Regions from separate parts of the Mus musculus genome. Here all the other regions are linked to region 1. A link is a contact called in public promoter capture Hi-C data. All regions are on one chromosome and are shown on one strand. Each heading gives the region's core, a stretch centred on a gene start, on an enhancer-like site or on the middle of the called end of the contact. The rest is flanking DNA. Distances are from core to core; before and after follow the strand shown. Region 1 holds the start of Zfp275 (zinc finger protein 275). Region 2 holds the start of Idh3g (isocitrate dehydrogenase 3 (NAD+), gamma). Region 3 holds the start of Zfp185 (zinc finger protein 185).

Region 1 (3,457 bases), core at 480-2,979:
TTAATGTAATTAGTCATCAAGGAAATGATCACAGAAATCACTCACACCCACTTGAATGGATAAAAATAAAGGCTGGCAACCCAAATGTTGATGAGGATGAGAAATAAAATGAACTCTCACACATTTCTGGTAGGAGTCTCAATTGTGTATCCACTTTGAAAAACATTCTGGCAGTTGCTAATAATACATACAACTACCCTATTATGTAGCAAATTCTCCCTTTCAGGTTTTTACTCCAGAAAAAAAAAACAAAGCATATGTTCACTCAGAAATATACACCACTGTTCATATAGTGAATAACAATTCCAATTAGGAACAGCCCACATGGTAAAGTACAATGGCAAATGACTCAGCAATGAAAGGAAAGGAAATATATTTCAGCAATATAGAGGAATTCCAAAAGCATCAGAGTAAAGGAAAGAATTCAGACAGAGTAGTAGATAATAGTACATACTATATATTTCATTCCCATGCAACAGGAATTAATTACTCAAATAGGCTGTCGATAGTGAGAAATTTTAGAATAGTGGCGTTCCTGTGGAATTGTGCTGAAATAGGATGTGTGCAATGGGACTGGAAATTTTCCAGACTTCTCATCATGGTTTGTGTCTGGAGGGGGGTTTAGGAAAGGTATTTGTCAAAACTTACCATATAGATTTATACATTTTACTGATAGCAAATTTTGTCTCAGAAAATTAAAAGGACAGTAAAAAAAAAAGTGGACTTCTCGTTTTTGACATGGGTACTGGGAAGTGAAGTTCCTCACAGGTCCTCAGGTTTGCAAGACAAGTACTCTACAGGCTGAGTTATCTCTCCAGCACCAGACTTTCCTTTCTTACACTGGATATGTCAAAATTATAGATGTTTATCTTTGATGTTGCTTTTGCCCACAGATACTGCAGTGTCACAGAAGCATACACACACACACACACACACACACACACCTCCACACCTCCTGGTCATTCCAAACATCACCTGGATGGATACTGAGTGAAGTTCTCATCACTCTTCTCGGGGCGGGAGATGTTGTATTGATCTTTGTTTATTAGTGCCTCCCTCGGGAAACCAGACAGTATATTTAAGAAAACAGTTACTTGTGCTGCCAAGGATGCACAAATGCAAAGCAGTGAAGTTGAATTGGCAGCTGCTTACAACACATCTGAACCAAGACGCTTGTTTTGGGATTCATGGTATAAACTGCCATTCTGAAATTCAGGTTACTGTTTATTTATTGCTGTGTGGTCCCTAATACGCTTACAGTACTCTCACAGGAGCTCTGGAGTGCCTGGTGTGTGGCTCTTAAGATAGGCATTAGGGTCTAGTTTTGTTCACTGTTGTATTCTTGATGTCTGGCATAGACAGGGCTCAGGTCTGACTTTAAGAAGGACTCCGACCCCTGCACTCTTTTCTTGAGTGCCCTCCTCCAGCCCTACCATCATTCTAAAGGCCCTGGCCTTGTCAATTTCTTCATTGTCTTCACCACTAACAATTTATTTTGCTCATTTATTTATTCATTATTTGTTTTTACATTCGTTCCACACTCATCACTTAGGATTCATGAGTTTTACTCCCCTAGTCTCATCTATCCCACCTCCTCTCCTCACCCCGCCCCAGACATGCCCCCTTCTGTCCCACCCCCCTCTCAGGCCAATCGCAGCCGACAGGCCGGGCGGGACCGAGGCCGAGGCGGGGCTTCGATCTCAGTACCCCAGGCGGCGCCCCCGGCTCCGGAAACGCGCTGCCGGGCTTCTGGGCTCCGCCAGGCACTGGCGGCTCCGTGGCGCTTCCTGCCACGCCGGGCCTGCTTACAACGCGCCCGCTCTTCTTCTGCAAGGGCCCAGAGTCAGGCGCCGTGGGCCGGGTGAGCGTGCGGACTATGGGAGGGATGTGCAGCTCGAGTGATCATGAGATTGTGTGCGTGAGCAAGGATGTGTGGCCGAGAGAGCGTGTGGGGCGGCAGGAGGCTGTGCTGGGAGGCCTGTGTGAATGCGTGGACCACGGAAGAATATAAGGGGAAGGGAGCGTTTCGTAGAGTGGGATGCTGCTGGGCCTTGGAGCAAACCAGGGGTCAAAAGAAAAGGTCTTTGGCGGTGGGTGGGCATGGCGAGGCCCGGAGGCCTTCTAGTGCAGGGCTGGGGGCAGCGGTCCAAGGCGGGAATCGCGGATGTGTTGAGGCCTGTGTTGCTCTTTGGAGGATGCTAAGCACTGGGGACGGGTCAGGAGCTGGGGGTGGACACACACACACAGCCCCCAGCGACTCGGAGTCCTTGGGGCTGTCTTTAGGGCTGAAGGGACTTTCCCCTAGTGTGGGGGGAGGGGTTGGGCCTCTGGGGCCCTGAAGAAGGATCTGCTTAGGGGCTGGGGGGAGGGGAATCTACCTTTCCATTTGAGTGGTGACTGCACGGGAGCAGGTACGTTTCCTGGGGCAGAAATTTGGGGGTGTAGAAGGGAATTCTCGCCAGATGAAGAGACCTTTTAAGGTGGCCCTCCTTGGAACCACATTTTCTGGCACCACTCCATTGCCCCCTTCTAAACTCCTTTGCTGGTTGCTCCAGTCTATATTTGGGTGATTAATTACATGTCTTTTTTTACACACATGCATACTCCCACTTGCCTGCTGCCCAAAGCCCATGGTCCTTTTCAGTGCCCCCACCCCCATTTCTGGCGCTCTTCCCAGAGGGCTCACCCTGTGCAGCTGATACCCTCTAACCAGATTTGGACTCAGAGGCAGGCAACCCTCTCCAGTCTCCTTGGTCAATGGAACATTTCTTCTTAAATCTCGGTCTCTACATTTTCCTTTAGGAGAAAATTTCAAATGGGGCTAATGGAATAGTACCTCTCCTGGTAGGACTTACCTTACCTTACCCCCTCTCCCATTGGACATTATTATAGAAACAACATTCAGTGTCTGACAGTCTGGTCCATTGCCCCATAGTGGCCTTGAATCTGTATTTAGAATCACATAGAGCAGTGATTTCTAGCCTCCTGTTAATGATAGACCCCTTGGAAAAATCAGCTAAATAGTGTGAGTTCTCTTGTCAGAAATCTAACCACCAGCATAGCCTGAGAAGGAAGTTCCTGGGTAGGAAAGCTGTCTGATATGAGATGTGGGGGCGTATCCAAATTCTAAACAGGTTCAATCTATGTCTGCATGTTGAAAGATAGTAATTCTGTACAGCCACCCAGACCTGTGGCTCTACCACTAGAATTTTCACTGAATCATTAGCCTGGTTTCTAACAGTGATCCAGCCCTTGTAAAACTATCTGGGCCCCTTAGATGGCCCAGTGCAGCTGCATAGCATCTCACCACACTCCCAGTTTGGGATATTTTAAATCCAGATGGTGTACCCTCAATGATTCTAAATTTTATTTTGAATTTTAGAAAGATGTCACGGTATTGGAGAAATGGGAACATAAACCTTCCCTCGATTAAACATAACAAACAATATAAAATCCC
Region 2 (3,457 bases), core at 408-2,907, 440 kb after region 1:
TGATTTCCCAGGGGATGTCAACCAGCAGGACTCAAGACCTTGAGTTGTCTATATGGGTTCCTATACCCAGGACAATCAGTCTCAGGGCAAAGCCCTGCCTGGCTACCAATCATTCCACTGCCACCTAGTCCCATCCCAACAAAGGCACACAAGCATTCAGGAGGAAAGGTCTTCATTAAGAGTTTACAGAAGCCTAGCTTCTGGAGCCATCAGGGTCTCTAGTAATCCTCTATATGCTGCTGGTCTTTCCTCAACAATGAGGAAGAAGCCATAGCACACGTGTGGCAATGAGAAGATGATTCTGTGGGGTCCTTTTTCTCCTTGCATTTTACAAGAATTCCAAGGATTAAACTTGGTATCCAAGCTTGGAGGCAGGTGCCTTTACCCACTCAGCCATCTGGCTGAACCAGAAGTCCCTATTTTAAATAGAATTTCATGTAGCATATGTAGCTCCCTTCCCCAAACAAAACAAGACAAAACAAAAAAGCCCCCAAGACCCCAACAACAACAACAACAAAAAACCCCATGGCATTCTGGAAGGTCAGAGTCAGCAAATGCTTTGAGAACATAAAGTCCTCTCTCCTCACTGGAACCCAGAGAGAAAAGAGAGCTGGCCTAATGCCATATTCTAGGTCAGTGGAAGAGCAAGGCCTAGAGGTCATAGCTCTTATTCCCCAGAGCTAGTTGTTGGTTTTCTGGTGCTAAGCAGTGCTACCCAGGAGCTAAACCAGCTAACCAAGACTCCAAAGAAAGAACCAGGAAAGCAAAGCCCTAGAAGCTTCCAGTCTTAGAACCCTGGTTCACTCTCATTACAGGGGTTTGGGCTTGTTTGTTGGCCTTTTGGTTAGAATCAAGTATCTAGGTGCTTGGTAGGCGGAAGATCTGGAGGGATCAAGGATTATGGATAGCCAGATGGCGGCGGTGCATGCCTTTAATTAATCCCAGCACTTGGGAGACAGAGGCAGGAGGATTTCTGAATTCAAGGCCAGCCTGGTCTACAGTGTGAGTTCCAGGCTACAGAGAGAAACCGCGTGTTCGACGAGACAGAGAGAAACCGGGAGAGGGAACGCGGGGACACAGCGAGAGACACACAGCGAGAGAGATACTGATAAAGTCTGATTTTCCACCTCCACTAGGGCAAAGCAGTCTAAGAGAGGGAAAACCAAGGAGGAACTGAGTCCAGAAACAGGCTTAGATGGTACATGCAAGGTGGGCCAGGACACGTGGCCTCTTCAAAAGGGCTTCCACAAGGACACTACGGAGGGGACACCTAGCTACTGCGGTCTACCTTCCCAACCCTTCCGGAGGAAGGCACAGAGGAGCCAGATCAGAGTCAATTTCGGCCAACCGCCTCACGGACAGCAGAAGCAACCAGTGAACCCCAGAGTGCAGCCCTCTCCCCGCCCCTCCTATGGCTCGCACAGCCAATCGAATTCCGTGTTTGCTCAAAGAGCCGTTACCCGACTCCGGGTCTCAATTGGGTGTTAAGTCCCTCTGTAAGCCTGCAAATGTCCCACCGCCCATTCACCACTCACCTCCCAAGGACGGCAGAGGAGAGTTGGCTTGAGCATTGCCTTTGCAGCACCGCCAGCAGCTATCGCCACCTTCAGCGCCATGACGAAAAGTGAGGACCTCTACAGGTCAAAACATTAAGCACCGTTCTCGCGACAGTTGGGGACAGCGAGAAATCCGGGGTATGGGTTGAGAAAACGCTAGCATTACGCACGCGCACAGTCACACCGGTTCTTACGCCCCCTTCCGGTGCCTAGAGCACTGTTCCGCCATCTTGGGGAGGGGAAGGCTGAGAAGGAGGGAAGTGCGACCGGTTGGGACCCTGGCTAGGGAAGCGGACACGTCAGTGCCGCCAGCGACGTCACCATGCCCGACCCAGCCCGCCGACGCACGATTGGGTGCTGAGGCCGCTTACGCGTCGCGCTTCCTCGTCTGCTCCGCATGTCCAGGGTGGCTTGCTCTCTTTTCCCCTCGGAAGAGAAGAGGCGATGGCGGCGATGGCATCTTTCGGCGCCCTGGCACTACTCCTGCTGTCTGGCCTATCTTGCTGCTCAGGTAGCGGCCTGGCCGGAGCTTGTTTCGGGGCGCGCCCCTGCTGTTGGCAGGTGGTGCTGGGGGGAGGAAGGGTGTGCGCGAGGTGGGGATCTGGCCCTTCCCGGGGCTCGTCGCTACTGACGGGATCTTCCCCCGATGGGTGTTGTGTCGTGGCGACCAAAGCACCACACACACGTTTACCCGACAGCCAGGTTGCTTCCTTGTCTGCTTTTGGGAGAACCCCCAAAGCAGTACCATGCTCCGACCACCAGCTCCAGCAGGGAAGGTGATATGTATGTCCCTGGTTCCTGTGTCAAAAGGTAGTCGCACAAGAGCAGTGCTGGCAGCTACGAACCAATGCTGCATAGGCCAGGCTTCCCCAAGAGAAACCTAAGAGAGGGAGGCAGATCAGAGTAAGGGCACTAGGCGAGTTAGATAGGGAACCGATGAAGTGAGCAAGGGCTTTTAGTGCCCAGAGCCTCGACTTTTTGTGACGCCTTGGTATATCCCACCCCAAAGTTCATAGCAAAATTGAACCGTGCACAGACCCGTTGATATTTGTGAGACATCTGTAACGTGGTAGTGGGGCTGAGCTCAATCTGGAGTGCCGGCATGTGTTTTGAAAGATGTTAGCACCTCAGACCTGAGAGCCTGAACTAAGGACGATTTGGTTTCTGTACATACAGGTAGCCTCTGGCCATCCCTTCTACCCACCCCTCAGAGAATCCTTCAGTCTGTTGCTAGCAGTGTCTTAAAAAGACAAACCTGGCTGTAACATCTATTAGGGGTTCCATAGTGTCTACAGGGAAAGGCCCAGCTGAGCAGGTCACAGAAGGGTTGGTGGAATATGGCCTTGAGAGCCATTCCCAGGCATTTTCCTCCTGCCATTTATGCCGGTACAAGGTCTTCTCTAGCTTAATCGGTCATTCTTTCAAGACATCACATTTGGAGAAGAGTTGGATGAAAACTTTTCCTCAGGGGTGTTTAGTTTACAGGGGCAGGTTTGGTGTTTGGGCCCAGAATTTACTTCTCTCAGGAAACACTAGAACCAGTCTTGACATTCTGTCACCTGGATGGGTCTAGAGACCCTTATCTTGAAAGTCCCTGTGTGTTAACAACACCCCATTTAGTGTCTGCAGAATGCTTTCAGTAGGCTATTGAAGAAGCTCTGAATTGAGGCTGCCTTGACCTACTGGGCTTCTGGGGTACTTTAGGAGCAGGTGAGCTGCTTTGTGGCCTCCCTATCATAGATTCAGATACTAATTTCATCAGCCTCCTGCCTGCCTCAAACATGGCTGTTGCTTCCATGTTGTTGCATCCAGACTCACCTCTGCAGAGCTTTCCCTACCTCACTCTGGCCTGGCTCATCAGCCCTCACTGGCCCCTTCCACTCTACTTTTGACTGAGTACT
Region 3 (3,457 bases), core at 666-3,165, 360 kb before region 1:
CTACCACCTACTCCCTCCCACCCATGGTGTATCACTTTGTGTTTTACATTCTGCCTCTTTTGGGGCTAGGTCCAAAAGAGTCTTATGATCCATCCAGTTAGTATGTTTGGGAGCTAGGATGTCAAGCCAAATGGAAGGCCATCAGTAGCTTTTGTCGGGGAAGAAGAAGCATTAGATGCTGGCCACTGGTCTGGGGCTAACAGAATTGGAAGGAGAAAAACACCTGTTGGCAGGAGACAAAGATTAACCACTCCCCCAGAACACACAAGGCACTTCCTTTCTGTCTGATAAACCCACAGAGAAAAGAACCCTCCTTTCAGAGTTGTTCTATCTCTTCCTTCTGCAAATGTCCCAGATCCTCTGGGCTGGTCTCTGTGATCCAGAGATAATCAGACAGGGCGCCAACATCCCAGAGCTCACCACTGAGAATAAAGGGTTATACACTGTCATCCGAGGGAATGGGAGAGTGAGTGCACAGAAGGAAGTGGTCAACTTGACTAGGTGGCAGGCAGGAGAGGATGACATCTAAAGATTGGGTGAGTTCAGTGGCAAGGGATATAGGAAGGGTACTGCAGAGAGTATGAGTGCAGGAACAAAGGTCTGAGGTATGAGGGCACAGAAGTAGTCAGAAGACATGGGGAAGCCGGGGAGATTACAGTGGAGTGCTGGGGTGGCTGGTCTTACAGACAGAGGTTGAACACAGTCAAACATTAGGCCTTCTAAAAGCATCTGCTTTCATTCCAACAACAACCAGAAGCTGTAGGAAAGCGCTCTAAGCAGCTAGCATCTGGTCATATACCCAGTGAAGCTGCATGCATACTGTGTGATGGCTGAAATGGGAAGGGCGATAAGTCACAGGAAAACACGACAGTGAGTAGATTTGAGGGCCACTGCTGTAAAATTGGCAACAGGACTTTAATCTTTCTTTTTTCCTTTTTTTTCTTTTCTTTCCTTTCCTTTCTTCTTCCTTCCTTCCTTCCTTCCTTTTTTTCTTTCTTTCTTTCCTTCTTTCTTTCTTTCTTTCTTCCTTCCTTCCTTCCTTTTATCTTTTCTTTTTCTTTCTTTTGTAGTCTATCATTTTGATCATTTTTTGTGCACACTGGCTTAACTCTCTCCTCTATTGAAAGGACTTCTCTGACCTCACAGTGAGGGTTAGGAGCCTTTGTTGGATGTTCGACACCCCTACTACATTCTCACACTTCGTGCCTTTCACACATTACATATCCAAAAACTGTGAATGAATGTCATTTATTAAACCGAATGTGTGTGTCTTCCGACATGCCCTGAGAGGTAGTCCTGTTTTGCCTACCTGCCGGCTCCAAAAATGACCTTCCAGGGTACAAGTTTTCCCAGGCGCCAGACAGAAGTTTCTTGCTCACTTTTTTCTCCTATGCCTGACTTCCTGCATGATCTCAGCCATCAGTCCGCACCCCCCTGCCCCCAAGCCTGGTCCTTTCCCCGCCCCTGTCTGGGATCTCCATCTGTAAAATGGATCTAGGCACAGTAGTTCTCGACAGAACTGACCCGCCAGCATCTGTGGAAGTCGTTGGCCCAGAGCCTGGCCAGATCTCGCCGGGCGCAGGCAGGGACGCCACTAGTCAGCGAGGGCCCTTCATGTGGTGGAGTCCTCCTGGCCCCAGGGCTGGGAGCCCAGAGGAATTAGCCTGGAAGTTTTCCATAGCGGCAAAACTTTTTGGAGCTCGCTCTGAGCTGGGTGAGGGGAGCCCCAGCCTTGATTTCTCCAGCAGCTCCATTGGGCGGAGCAGGGAAGGGGTGGGAGGACCGAGGACACCGGCTGGAGAATGTGCGGAATGTGCCAGGCGCATCTACCTACCCCAGGAGAGGGCAGAGGAAGGGGGCCGGCCGAGGGGAGGGGCGAGGGGCGAGGCTCCCAGCAGCCGGAGAAAACCTGTTTGTTCTCGGGCGGGCGGAGCCCAGTCCGTGCCTCTTCGTTGCCCCGCGCGCTTCCCACTGCGTACCGCTTCCCGCGCCCGCTGACGCGGCCCGGCTGGGTTCAGTGCTGCCCACCCGAGGGAGCCCGCGCACCACGCCTGTCCGACCCTCTGCCCGTCACACAAGCCGGGCACCTGTACCAGGTAGGGTTGTTGAGTCGCCGTCCTAAAGAAGTGGCTCGACCACCGGGAGGCTACAAGGAGCACCCAGTTCGTGTCCTCCTGGACACAAGCCAGGGCCTCAGTTTCCCTACCAATAATTCATACTCGCTCCAAGCATCCCTCTTCGGAATCCCGTCAGGGAGGCAGTGCCCTCGGTTTCTGCTTTTCACCGCGAGTGAAGAGACAGGCAACGTTCCTCAGAGTGTCCAACAAAAGCAGGTGGCTCTCTGGCTGGTCTAGTCCCTCTGACCTACTCATTTGTGGATGAGACCGATTGTTAGTAGACTGCCAGCGGGGATGGGGCAGGGTGAGCCTAGAATTGGTGTGTTGCAAGCATCACAGAATTCCACATCCTTAGTAAAATGTGCCCATTTTATAGATGAGGAAACTGAGGTACAGAGGCAAGCTTACTCAATAATCCCCTCACTGGCCTGGAGCCCAGAGCAAAGGGACTTAATGGTGGTTTGTGATAGACATGTACTGGTCACTGGGCGACCTCAGGGCTGGGAAGGGAGCTGCTCATACTCAGACAGAAGGCGCCGAATCAAGTGTCACTGTGGTGTTATCAGCGGGATCTGCTGTGCACAGTCTCTGTAACTGGATTGTTTGTGTGGGAGCAGGGGAGAGCCAATAGCCTCATCCTCTTTGCAACTGCTTAGTGATAGCTTGGCCTCTGAGAAAGGTTGGAAACGCAGATCCTCCTGTCGGCCATGCCACTTCCTTCTGTACTGTGGCACCTGGCAGCTCCACTGAGTAAAAGGAGAAGCCTATCAGGCCCACCTTCCCCTCCAAGGCTGTGGAGTCTATAAAGTATGTTGGGAGTTGTGTTCTCCACAAGCCATTGGTACTGACTCTTGACATTAAGGTAGGTGGTGACACCTGCTCTTGGTCTTGTCTTGCTCTCATGGTTCTTTGGATTTCTAGTCATGGGCAGGAAGCAGGTTTCCACAGGCTGATAAACCTGAATAATGGTGAGGGGCTCTGAACTGGAGAGCTGCAGTAGGAAGCTTATGAAGTTCTTATTTTCCCATGGCCTCAACTGGCTCTTCTGCACAAACAGTGCCAGTTTGGGTGGGTGCCAACAGATCTCCAGGGTACAGGTACAACTTACTGGAGGCCTTTCGAGAATGTGCTGTCCATCGCCTTCAGCCCACTCACTACAAGATTGGAAGGAACAGAACCATCCCATCAATTATCAGTGCTGACCGAGGCTGTGCACTCAGTGGAGCAGAACTGATAGAAGGTGCCTAGGTCAAAGCTAAGTACACAGCAGATGCTCAAAATCTGTTCCTTTTCCTCCTCTGGGCACTCATGAGTCAGTGACAAACATGGCTCATGACCAC

The links. Promoter capture Hi-C pulls out the DNA fragments that hold promoters and counts their contacts. Capture Hi-C pulls out chosen DNA fragments and counts their contacts.
Region 2: a contact with region 1 is called in a promoter capture Hi-C map of liver. The contact joins the promoter of Idh3g here to the promoter of Zfp275 in region 1. A contact is called at or near these places in 1 of 39 promoter capture datasets (liver) and 2 of 9 other capture datasets (adipose tissue and liver).
Region 3: a promoter capture Hi-C map of hippocampal neurons shows a contact between it and region 1, with 2.8 times the contacts expected there. The contact joins the promoter of Zfp185 here to the promoter of Zfp275 in region 1. A contact is called at or near these places in 8 of 39 promoter capture datasets (cranial neural crest, embryonic stem cells, hippocampal neurons and 3 more) and 3 of 9 other capture datasets (adipose tissue, embryonic stem cells and liver).

Annotation. Positions count from the first base shown.
Region 1 is chrX:73,340,891-73,344,347 of GRCm38.p6, forward strand. It overlaps Zfp275 (zinc finger protein 275), which reads left to right and starts at 1,730. Exons shown (of 6, transcript NM_031494.2): 1 at 1,730-1,861.
Region 2 is chrX:73,785,240-73,788,696 of GRCm38.p6, forward strand. Idh3g (isocitrate dehydrogenase 3 (NAD+), gamma) reads right to left here and starts at 1,658. Exons shown (of 13, transcript NM_008323.1): 1 at 1,536-1,658. The coding sequence starts at 1,616. Ssr4 (signal sequence receptor, delta) reads left to right here and starts at 1,784. Exons shown (of 6, transcript NM_001166480.2): 1 at 1,784-2,067. The coding sequence starts at 2,001.
Region 3 is chrX:72,985,424-72,988,880 of GRCm38.p6, forward strand. Zfp185 (zinc finger protein 185) reads left to right here and starts at 1,916. Exons shown (of 19, transcript NM_009549.3): 1 at 1,916-2,096.